Regions from separate parts of the Bombyx mori genome. Here region 2 is linked to region 1. A link is a contact called in public Hi-C data. All regions are on one chromosome and are shown on one strand. Each heading gives the region's core, a stretch centred on a gene start, on an enhancer-like site or on the middle of the called end of the contact. The rest is flanking DNA. Distances are from core to core; before and after follow the strand shown. Region 1 holds the start of LOC101740115 (charged multivesicular body protein 3). Region 2 overlaps LOC101738149 (disintegrin and metalloproteinase domain-containing protein 12).

The links. Hi-C and Micro-C count contacts between places; a contact is called where the count stands out from the background.
Region 2: a contact with region 1 is called in a Hi-C map of posterior silk gland, with 2.8 times the contacts expected there. The contact joins the enhancer-like site here to the promoter of LOC101740115 in region 1. A contact is called at or near these places in 2 of 7 Hi-C or Micro-C datasets (posterior silk gland and whole pupa).

The regions. Positions count from the first base shown.
Region 1 is chr26:3,556,138-3,561,590 of ASM3026992v2, reverse strand. LOC101740115 (charged multivesicular body protein 3) reads left to right here and starts at 2,683. Exons shown (of 7, transcript XM_004932994.5): 1 at 2,683-3,192; 2 at 3,273-3,333; 3 at 3,665-3,844; 4 at 4,769-4,809. The coding sequence starts at 3,148. LOC101740254 (glycerol-3-phosphate acyltransferase 1, mitochondrial) reads right to left here and starts at 2,573. Exons shown (of 16, transcript XM_004932995.5): 1 at 2,439-2,573.
Region 2 is chr26:3,738,081-3,743,533 of ASM3026992v2, reverse strand. It overlaps LOC101738149 (disintegrin and metalloproteinase domain-containing protein 12), which reads right to left. Exons shown (of 17, transcript XM_038020719.2): 6 at 5,346-5,453; 7 at 4,238-4,407; 8 at 3,240-3,542; 9 at 2,472-2,661; 10 at 979-1,119. Among protein-coding and RNA genes, the nearest start is that of LOC134201472, 3.8 kb to the right of the region's middle. Within about 2 kb of position 3,388, at least 3 of the 8 cell types and tissues checked have open chromatin away from gene starts, as enhancers often do.

The DNA.
Region 1 (5,453 bases), core at 1,434-3,933:
ATCCTACCACCAGTAAAAGTTTAAGGATAAGGTTAAAACATTAGATTGGTCTGTTGAACGGTATATTACATATAAATGATGCATTAGCTAGTCCAGCCAGATAACCCTATGGAGGTCAATATGCAAGTACACATAATCATTGAAGTACAGTCATAATTTTTATAGCAATTTTTATAGCAAAATATGCAATATTTAGCACGATATTAAAATGTCAACGAATAACATCTTAATCATCTGTGACCACAAATCCTTTAAAGTATTGAAAACGTCTTAAATAACCTAATGACAATAAACACAGTAATCTTAATTGTGACCTTAATCAAATTATTATCACATTTCATTGGTCTGTTTTTATTATGTGCCAAGGATTGCTTTGACATTTACTATAAAAACTTTGCTCAATGCAACTCTTAATTTGATTTTGTAAAATGCATTCAATTAAATCATTATATTGGAACCCAGATAGATAATATTTCATGCGTCATACATTGTTGTGTAATAACAATTTACACATTATAATATTGTTATTTAGCAAACGTTAAAGTTGACCCAGAAGATAACGAATGATTCTAATTAACCTGTATTTTTATACTGAAATTCATTAGCCTATTAGATAAACCAATAAACGTTTACGAGTAATGTAGTATTGAGAATGCTTACAATATTTTTGTTTAAGATTGTAATATGAAGTGCACTCATAATTCTTCTCAAAAGAACATTAAATTTAAGTTGTAAAATGAGACAGAAATTTGTATGTCCAATCTATATCTTAGATTCTTAACAAAAGTTAGGGTTTCAAAAAAACAATACATACCAATAAATACCAAGTACATTTATGAATCTGTACAATTTTTGATTGCTTTAGATTTTAATCTATCCTCACATTATGTTAAATAATTTTCAATGTGACATCATGAATACTGCCACACAACATGCCTGAATATGTTTTTTTATAGTGCCTCTCCAAGCCCTAAATTTTTTTTTTATTGCCCTTGTTTGTAGACGAGCATACGACCGACCTGATGGTGAGTGGTTACCGTCGCCCATGGACTTCAGCAATGCCAGGGGCAGAGCCAGGCCGCTGCCTACTGCAAAGCAACAGCTTTGTGGCAGAAAGATAAAAGTAGTCAAAACCAAGATGTCCATCTGTAATTTGATTTCCTACCACTAAATCTGTTTCCTATATCTATTTCCTATATCTATTAGTTTGCCTGTGTTGCTTTTCTTAGAAACCAATAGTAAAAAACAGAAATCATTTTTATTGTTATGAACATTGGTAAAAAAAGTTTTTTTTAATAGTTTTACGGTACATTTTAGTGGTCCCGGTCAACAAATATAAAGCCAAAGTAATAAATAAAACATTACATCATTGATTCTTGATATTACATTAAAAGATTCCATTATAATGATAAATACAGGTCAAGCTAATAAAAGCTTGTTAAAAAACAAGATTAAAACAAATAAATTATACTTTTCCAATGAGTGGTTTCATGACTTAAACTACACTACTACTTTGTTTAAATACTAATCTTATGATAGCCTTATATTACTATACGATCTTTTGTATGTATTTTACACATACAAAACTTAGGTACATTTTACAGAAATATGTATTTGTCAGAGATACTTACTGTATTGATTCTGAGAGACAGAACTTTGAAATAATGTCATTTTTGTTAATGAAGCCTATTGCACAATTTACTTAAACTTATTACTTACTTATTATTTTGTATACAATGTTGCTAGAAACCTTACCAAAAACCCACTACAGTGCAAGTTTAAAAAATCGGATTAAAGACGTTCGAACACAGTTTGAAAAGTTGTTTTCTACCATAAATTGCTGATTTTATAATAAAACCGAATTAAGAACGTTCAAATTAGTTCAAAATAATTTAGATAACTATATAGTTGGCTTTTATATACTCTTCAACCGTACGCCACTCTTGGATCTTGTCTTTTGGATTTATTAATGTACCAGGCTATTCTAGAAACAACCTAATCTATATATATATAAAAATGATTTGCTGTTCGTTAGTCTCGCTAAAACTCGAGAACGGCTTTACCGATTTGGCTAATTTTGGACTTGAATTATTTGTGGAAGTCCAGGGATGGTTTAAAAAATAGATAAACATGAAAATGCTCGAAATTAAATAAAAATAAAAATTTTCTTTTTCTTTTGATGTGTCCCCCGTCGGACGGAATCCTTTTGTTTGTTTTCAGTTTATTTCATACAAAAGTTTAGGTCTTTTATTTATCGATTGAGGCAATACGACGTCTGCCGGGTCAGCTAGTAAATAAATATATAAATAAACGAAAAATACTATTTGACTATGTACCCAAAGATCTCAGCGTTTTTAGTATATAATTAATAATTAAACCTAACCGAAACTAAGAGGTTACATCCATTAAAATATTATTTGTTACATAAATACACTAACCTTTTTCTTGTCCGGTGAAAGTTTCACACTTTCTCCTGAATATGATACGATTGGTAGGAAATAAGCCCACGATGTGTTAATTTTTTATGGAATTAACTAAAGCAAAAACATGCCGCGAAATTTACAAAATTTTGTTTGTTTTTATTGTTGTTTATTTTGTCGACTCAGTTAGACTAAAGGAACATGGACCATACTTCTTCTTCTTAGTCGCATACTTCAGATCGTTTCCTTGAAAGGCCATACAATTCAGGCTTTTGTAATTTTATGCCAACATCATTATTTGAATGAAAACTAAACCGAAATAGAATGGAATATTACAGAATTAAATGAAATCGATGTAATGAAACTCGGGAAAATTGTGATTATGAAGAATGATGATTGCAATTGATGAATTTACTACATTAAAATGATTGAAAATTTGCTGTAGAACAAACAATAAGAATCCCTTCAAGAGATTCTGAAGTGTAATCCTTAAATTCAAAACCTTTAATTTGATGAATAATTTGATAAATTTGATTGATTACAGTATAAATAAATAGATAATAAATATTTAAAGTTCACTACTTTTAAATTGTAACATTGCGTTTTATTTTCTTCAAAGATGTCGATGATGTCATTTTTCTGTCAATGACCAAAACTGTCAAAATTAGTCAAAACAAATCGGAAATCGTGTGAAAATTTAAGCTTTAAATAAACAGATATAGCAAAAATGGGCCTTTTCGGTAAATCCCCAGAGCGCAACCCTAAAGAAATGGTAAAGTCAATTAAAAAAGATAAATCAGAAGACCCCAGAACTGTGAAACATGAAAATTTTTCTATGATTCTATATTCCAGGTAAATGAATGGTCGCATAAACTTCGCAAAGAAGGATACAATTTGGACAGACAAGTTAGAGGTAAATTTTATGAATGATATAACAATAAACTTAAGGATACGATCCTGGACGACTGAAAGTTGTACACCATATTGCCATTGATGGTCGACGAGTATGCGGTCAACCTGACGGTAAAGGGTTAGCGATAATATGGGCGCGACCGAGTTACTGCCTGCAGTAAAACAGCACTATATTAAAATTTGTATTCAAACCACATTTTAGTTTTTTGACATAAGAAATTACATTCTTATTTATTTAACATGTTTTTCAGTCTAGAATAAAGTGAAAATCTTTTAGTAAAAATCACACAAAGCTTAACAGTCATAATTAAACTGGCTCATCAAAATTTCAGCTATCCAAAGAGAAGAAGAAAAAATTAAACGATCACTGAAAGAAGCAGCTACTAAAAACGATAAACAAGTATGCACTATACTAGCAAAAGAAATCATCAGATCCAGGAAAGCAATCAATAAAATATACACAAGTAAAGCACATCTCAACTCAGTACAATTACAAATGAAGAATCAATTGGGTTAGTTTGACAATTTTTTTTTTTTTTTTTATTGCTTAGATGTGTGGACGAGCTCACAGCCCACCTGGTGTTAAGTGGTTACTGGAGCCCATAGACATCTACAGCGTAAATGCGCCACACACCTTGAGATATAAGTTCTAAGGTCTCAGTATAGTTACAACGGCTGCCCCACCCTTCAAACCGAAACGCATTACTGCTTCACGGCAGAAATAGGCGGGGCGGTGGAACCTACCCGTGCGGACTCACGAGAGGTCTTACCACCAGTAAAAAAATATAGTAAAATAATATATAGTCAGTCATGAAATTGGTATTTTATGTCACATTGAGATTACTAATATTATTGGTATATTAAGCTTATATGGGTAGGTACAACTGTCTTACCTATTTCTGCTCCAGAGTACTCATGTGTTTTGCTTATAAGAGTCGTACAGCACTTTGTTCTCCTGTTTCAAGATGATATCTATGGGCTCCGGTAGACATTTTATACCAGGTGAACCAAGAAATCATTCAGATATTTATACAACAAAAAAAACACAAGATGTTCTCAATTTAGAAAGAATATTTTGTAGCCTTTTGAAATAGCAGATATAGCAAGCACTTCATGGAAAAAGTTTCTCTGGGAAATCATGTTACTAATGTAGGAAAATAGGATATAAATTACCAGTTAAATTAATTTTAAAAAATCATTTCTCTTTTATGCATATGATTATTTTGTTTCTCTCTACATTTTAATGTTTTATTTTTTATATTTTTGCCTATTATCAAATCAATTTAGTCAATCTACCTAGTCTAGTCTAGTAATCTATCATTCATCAAAATCTAATAGACTGATTTTGCTACAGCAATAATAATACCACCTTTTTTATCTAAATTTGAATTAAATAAATGCAGTTCTCTCACTTGAATTGTTAAATTACTTTTCAGCTACCTTAAGAGTTGCTGGATCGTTGCAGAAGTCAACAGAGGTATGCTTACAATGGCCTAATGGCAATTTAGAGTGATGTTACAAAATTAAATTAACTAAAGAAAATAGTTACATTAATAATTTCATGATTAGAAAACTGCTTAAAATATTGACAAATTCATTATTTTTACTAATGGTAATGCTTGCAGACAAACAAGCAACCAAAATGAGCATTGTGTTTTACAAATAGGATTCTTTTTGGGTGGAGGATTTGCTGATGGCCTAGAGGCCTTTCCAGCGTCACCAGGGTGAGTGGGCAAACAACTGCCTAAGCGCCTCTGAAGGCCTAACAACTCAAGAACAGCTGCTGCAGATCGGGAATCGATCTGGAACTGCATCGGAAGATCGAAACGCCGGAAAAAAATTAAATTCTATGGGTTGATGTTATCGACGAGTTTGATGATTACGGTCACTTCTGCTGTGGTTGCTAAGTGTTAGAACTAGAAGCATCCAATAGTACTCGGAGTGGATGTGGTGGATCCATCAGGCCGCGTTTAGGGCGTCGGCGGTGCTTAGCTGCCGCATCAGCCGGTTCAGGGAGGTAGTTATCTGCGGCCAAGATAAGAGAGTTATGGTTTCGGGTTCTACCGCTCCGACGCTGACTTCCCATACTTAACTTTGGGTTCGACACCTAGGTCATCATGA
Region 2 (5,453 bases), core at 2,139-4,638, 180 kb before region 1:
AATATATACTAGAATCTGCGAATGACGAATCCAAAGATGCACATATTAACAAACAAAGGAAGGCATGGTTAGGCAATTCAGGCGTTTAGTAACAGAAATCGACATAATTATTTCAGTTCGCCGCGCAGGGCACCGGTGACCCACACGGCAGTCAACGTCTTAAGAATAATTAAGAATAATTAAATCGTTGTGTGTGTCTGACTTTGTCTTGCCAAAAAGTAGAAGCAAGAATTGTCAAGAAGGTCAAATAAATTAAAACCGGAACGAACCGGTTACAACTAAATTTAATACTTTTTTTAAAATATCATTTATCTAATTGTTCAACACGTAAACATAACAAAAAAATTACAAATTTATGTTTCTTTGTTTATTTTTTGTTAAATTTTAGTTTTTATAATTTTAACGTGAAACCTATATTTAGAATGAACATCATTAGATTACCACGTACAATAAGATTGGGAGGAATAGGGACTAAAGGTAGAATAGGGACAAATCTGGATGTCACAATTATTTTGTTCAGTTGTTAGATTTAACTTTGTTGAACTGAAAATGACTTTTATTTAGTGTTTAAGAATATTAAATAGTTTAATTTAGTCATAAAAGTTTTGTAACTCAAAGATATTAAAAAGTTAACTACCTAAAGTTACGTACCTACCTAACAACTAAATAGTGCCAGCCCTATCGAAAAACTCTATTGTCCCTTAAGCGACCCGATTCACCCAACGCCTGGATGCATAGGGACAAGTGAGTTTTTGTAACTTTTTATGATTATTCTTTAATAAACTATATCTTAATGCATTATAAATGAAAATTTAAACAAACGGATCAATTATTATCTCCGTTTTATTACTATAACTAAAAAACAAAAAAACGATAAAAATCAATGTCGAACTTAAAAAGTGTCCCGATTCCCCCCAATTTAACGGTATACAGTATCAAAATTTGTTATAGAGCGACCATTGTTGTGTGCGTTCGTACCTGTCCATGGTTGCACGGTATGGTGTCCATCTTGTAAACGTCGTCCGGACAGAACTCGGACTGCCCGGTGCAGTACTCCGGGAGGTCGCACTCCTTCTCCGATCTCCGACACACCGTCCCCGCTGACTTGGGTCGGCAAGTCTGTCTCGTACGAATTATTGAAAATTAGAGACTGCCTGTATTGAATAAATGGCAGTAGCGAAAAGACCCGCCGGCCGGCCTCCAAACCGTTGGTCGGATCAGATAACTGCGCTCCCTGGACTCTCTGTTGCGAATGCCCTGAGAGAAGCCGAAAACCGAAGCAAATGGAAGGTGGAAGGGCTTTCAAGAACACGACCTTAAGCAATGAAGTATTCGACTAAGAAGAACAAATATTGAATAATCGAGGAATAGCGATGTCTTGTCGAGTGCACCATCAGCTGAACTGATGACCACGACCGACCACTCTCAGTCTCAAGGTAGGTTACACATTTACGTTGTAAATGTCTATGGGCTCTAGTTACCATTTAACACCAGGTGGGCTGTGAGCTCGTCCACCCATCTAAGTCATAAAAACAACGTAGGCTAAAGAACCTCAAAGTTTACAAAAAAAGTCCTTAGAAAACTTTAATTTAATGTTATGTATGTATGGTATGTTAATGTTATCTTTAGTTTAATATGATGTTATTCCTTCATCGTGGAAGTCAAACGTGAACATTTGTTGAGTACGTATTTCATTAGAAAAACTGGTACCCGCTTGAGATTCGAACACCGGTGCACATCAACACGAATGCACCGAACGTCTTATCCGTTAGGCCACGACGACTTCATCGACGTGCGACTACAGACAGTAATAGTTTAGAGTGAAACCGTATGATCCCCGCCTTTTTTTCCCCCTACCTATGCTGATAGCCTTGAGAGGCTATATCATCATCATATCATATCATCATATATATTTAAATATATAAATATATTTACTAACAATCACGCCACGTTAACTGGTCCCGTGGTAAGGTCGTAAAGAACTTGTGTTACAGGTACCAGATAACGGAAATAAATGTAAGATTTTTATTATACACATACATATATTTTATCTAATATACATACATAACCCTGGAAAAGACATTTTATATTTATCATACAAATATCTTCCCTTGGCGGGATTCGAACCCGCGACCCCCTTGTGTAGTGACCATGTCACTTACCACTACACCAGACGGCCGTTATATCAGCTTCACCCTAACGTGTGTAGGTGAGCTCACGGGGCTCAAGCCGGAGTGTTGCTAACACTGACCCTACCAAGAACAACGCTTCGCAGAATCTACCACCGGATCGGAAACGCGACCCACTGAGAAGATCCGGCGAGAAACTCAGTGGGCTGTGTCTATGGGTTAAATCACCGCCGCCATTTTAGATTCGTTTCTTTATTGGCGCGGCTTATAAGGGCAGCGCATTAATCTATACCTGAAATAAAGTCACTCAATGAAGCTACACAAGTTTCCTCAGCGGTTTACCTGCAGATCGCAGCAGGTCCCCGCGCCGCACGTCGCATTGGCACGCAGCATGCACGTCGTGGGGTGGCAGCAGCGGTGGCAGTCGCTCCTGCCGCTCCGGTCCGGCGTCATCCCGCAGTCGCACTGCTCGCCGGGCTCGATGAAGCCGTTGCCGCACGTCGGAGATTGGAATAAACGACGAGGCTTGTTCCTGGCAACACCGACGATTCATTAGTGTGGCAACATTTGAAAAAAAAACACCTAATATGTAATTTGTTAAAGCAAAATGAATGTTTACGTCGTTTACAGACAAACGAGTATATCTGATGATGGGTGGCCATTGTGATTCAATAATCTAGGTAATACTCATTTATCAGACTTAATTGAAGCATGGGTCATTAGTTATTGAAACTTCCGAGTAGATTTTTACTATAGGACCATAAAACCACGAAAGTTAATGATGAGCGAGGCGTTTCAACAAATGGTTGGTGTTTCCTTTAAAAAATATATATATACTTTCTTTTCCAACAATCTTAAACGAATATTGAAATTTTGAATAGTGAATTTCTTTGCGTGACAACCCTATAAACAATATAAGGAATGATTCTACTTTTTTTTGCCCTTTTAGGCAGACGAGCATACGGCCAACCTGATGGTGAGTGGTTACCGTCGCCCATGGACTTCAGCAATGCCAGAGGCAGAGCGAAGCCGCTTCCTACCGCTAAATACTCCCTACAAGCCTCGTAATGAATAAATTAAGCCTTAAAACTAAATGAAAGCTAAGCTAACCTCAGACAGTAGTCCATTCCTCGTTCGAAAGAGAGCGCCAGCGACTTGAGGCTGCACGACGACCACCGGACCGGGATTACCGAAGTGCTGGACGGACTCATGATACACTTCTCGTCTGGACACTCGCAGTGCTCCTCCGTGTCGTGCTCTATGCCGAAGTTGTGGCCCATCTCGTGGGCTATGGTCGTGGCCACCAGGCCCAGCACCTCAGAGTGATTCGTGGCCACGCCGCCGGAGAACTCGTACGTACATATCGGCCCTTTTAGCGCTTTACCGACGACGCCGTCTTTGAACGCCTGCCGACTGCAATCATTGACATAAGCTTACACTCCCTTCGCTCCAAAACTTGCTCCATTCGAGTCTCATTTCGAAGGACGTATCATAAAGCTCAAGGAACAGACAGTGTCGGAAGAATTTCCAAAAAGATCCTTTGAAACGGACTCGCTGAACACAGCGGTTCAAGGAATGGTGGATTCCAATGGTGGGTGCTGCGTTGGTAGGTGGCGCTCGAGAAATCCCAGGCCCTGCTGTTTCACAGGGCTGGGAAAGCCGCATCCCGGGGCCCACTTGGTGATTGGAGACGCCCGCGTCCGTATCGCGTAAGGGGGGTCGGTTAGTGGGTAGGGCCCTAAAACGTCTTCGGGCCTACGGTCCGCTCCCAACATCTATAGATCGTCAAGTCCCAAATGCCTAGGGGGCGCGCGGGGACCTCGTAGGAGGTTCGGAACCCAGCCCAAAAAAAAGGTGCTGCGATGGTACGAGATGATGAGGTCAACGCAATTACTCAGACCAGGTTAAGCGGAGATCCAAATTAATCAAACATCTACATACACCAGAAAAAAAATTCGATAAATTCACGTTATTCTGTTCACTATGAGAAAAGCAATGAGCACAAAACCCGACTGGTGTTAAATGATTTGACGAGACCACACAGTGTCCCAATTTAAGGCACAAGATTGACGTTACAATGGAACTTAAGTTTATCTTCAAGAACTCACGTTAACAAATGCGCGTTGTCATTGGGCACTTCTCTTAGTAGAGTCGTTCTCCGGTAGTGCAAGAAATGCTTCAACGTTTCATCGCCGTCCTCCTCTAATTGTATTTCGTCTCTTTCCGTCCAAACCTCTACTCCGACTAGAGCTATGAATATGTTCAGTGGAGCATAGACCTGTAATATTTTCACTGTAATACTGTGAGGTTTTGGAAGGACCGTCTTAAGTATTCGATATATTCACAGAACCTTCCAAAATTCAATTCGCAACGCCTTTAATGATTGCGTTCGTAACGTGTTCAATATTTTTCACAGTTAGAATGCATTTCCCAACCTATTCCTTGGTAGCTTAAGGGATTATTCCAGCAACGCTATGTCTGGTAGGTGAGCTCACGGGCACAATGTAAGAGAAATTGCTAACACTAGCCCTTGTAAGAGCAGTGCTTCAATGAATCTAACACCGGATCGTAATCGCGACCCACTCGAAGATCCGGCGAGAAACTGAGTAGGTTCAGGAATGCCTTGAATTTACTCCTACATCTATACTAATATATAAATCTACAGTGGTTTTTACGATGTTCCGTCATAATTACTGGACCATGCATCCGATTGACTTGAAAATTGGTATCCATGTAGAAAATACATGTACTCAATGGATAGGCTAATATTTATATGAGTGTTGGACTCCCTACACCAGTTGCGGGGGCTTTAATGATGAAAATCTTTGTGGGGGTGAGAAATAATTATGTTAATTTTAAATACCCAGCGAAGCGGACCGGTACCTACAGCTAGTTTTTTATATTTTTCTCTACTTCCATCTCCATCTATAGCACGATGCTAATCGAACTACAAAGTTGATGATATAAATCCTTTGCACTGTCATCACTACATAGTATTAAACAAAGTCGCTGTCTCTGTCCCTATATCCCTATGTATGCTTAAATCTTTAAAACTACGCAACGGATTTTGATGCGGTTTTTTTTAATAGATAGAGTGATTAAAGAGGAAGGTTTATATGTATAATAACATCCATTAAATAGTGGAGAAATCAATAATAAATTACAGTCTCCGAAGCGAAGCGAGTGTGGGTCGCTAGTATTAAACAAAACACTTACAGAGTTAATGATGTTCGCCACGTCCTTTATCTGTTGGTACACAGCTCGCAGGTTTCCGTGGTTCGCTTTGAACTCCTTGTTGTCGACGACGAGGACAAGCTCCACGTA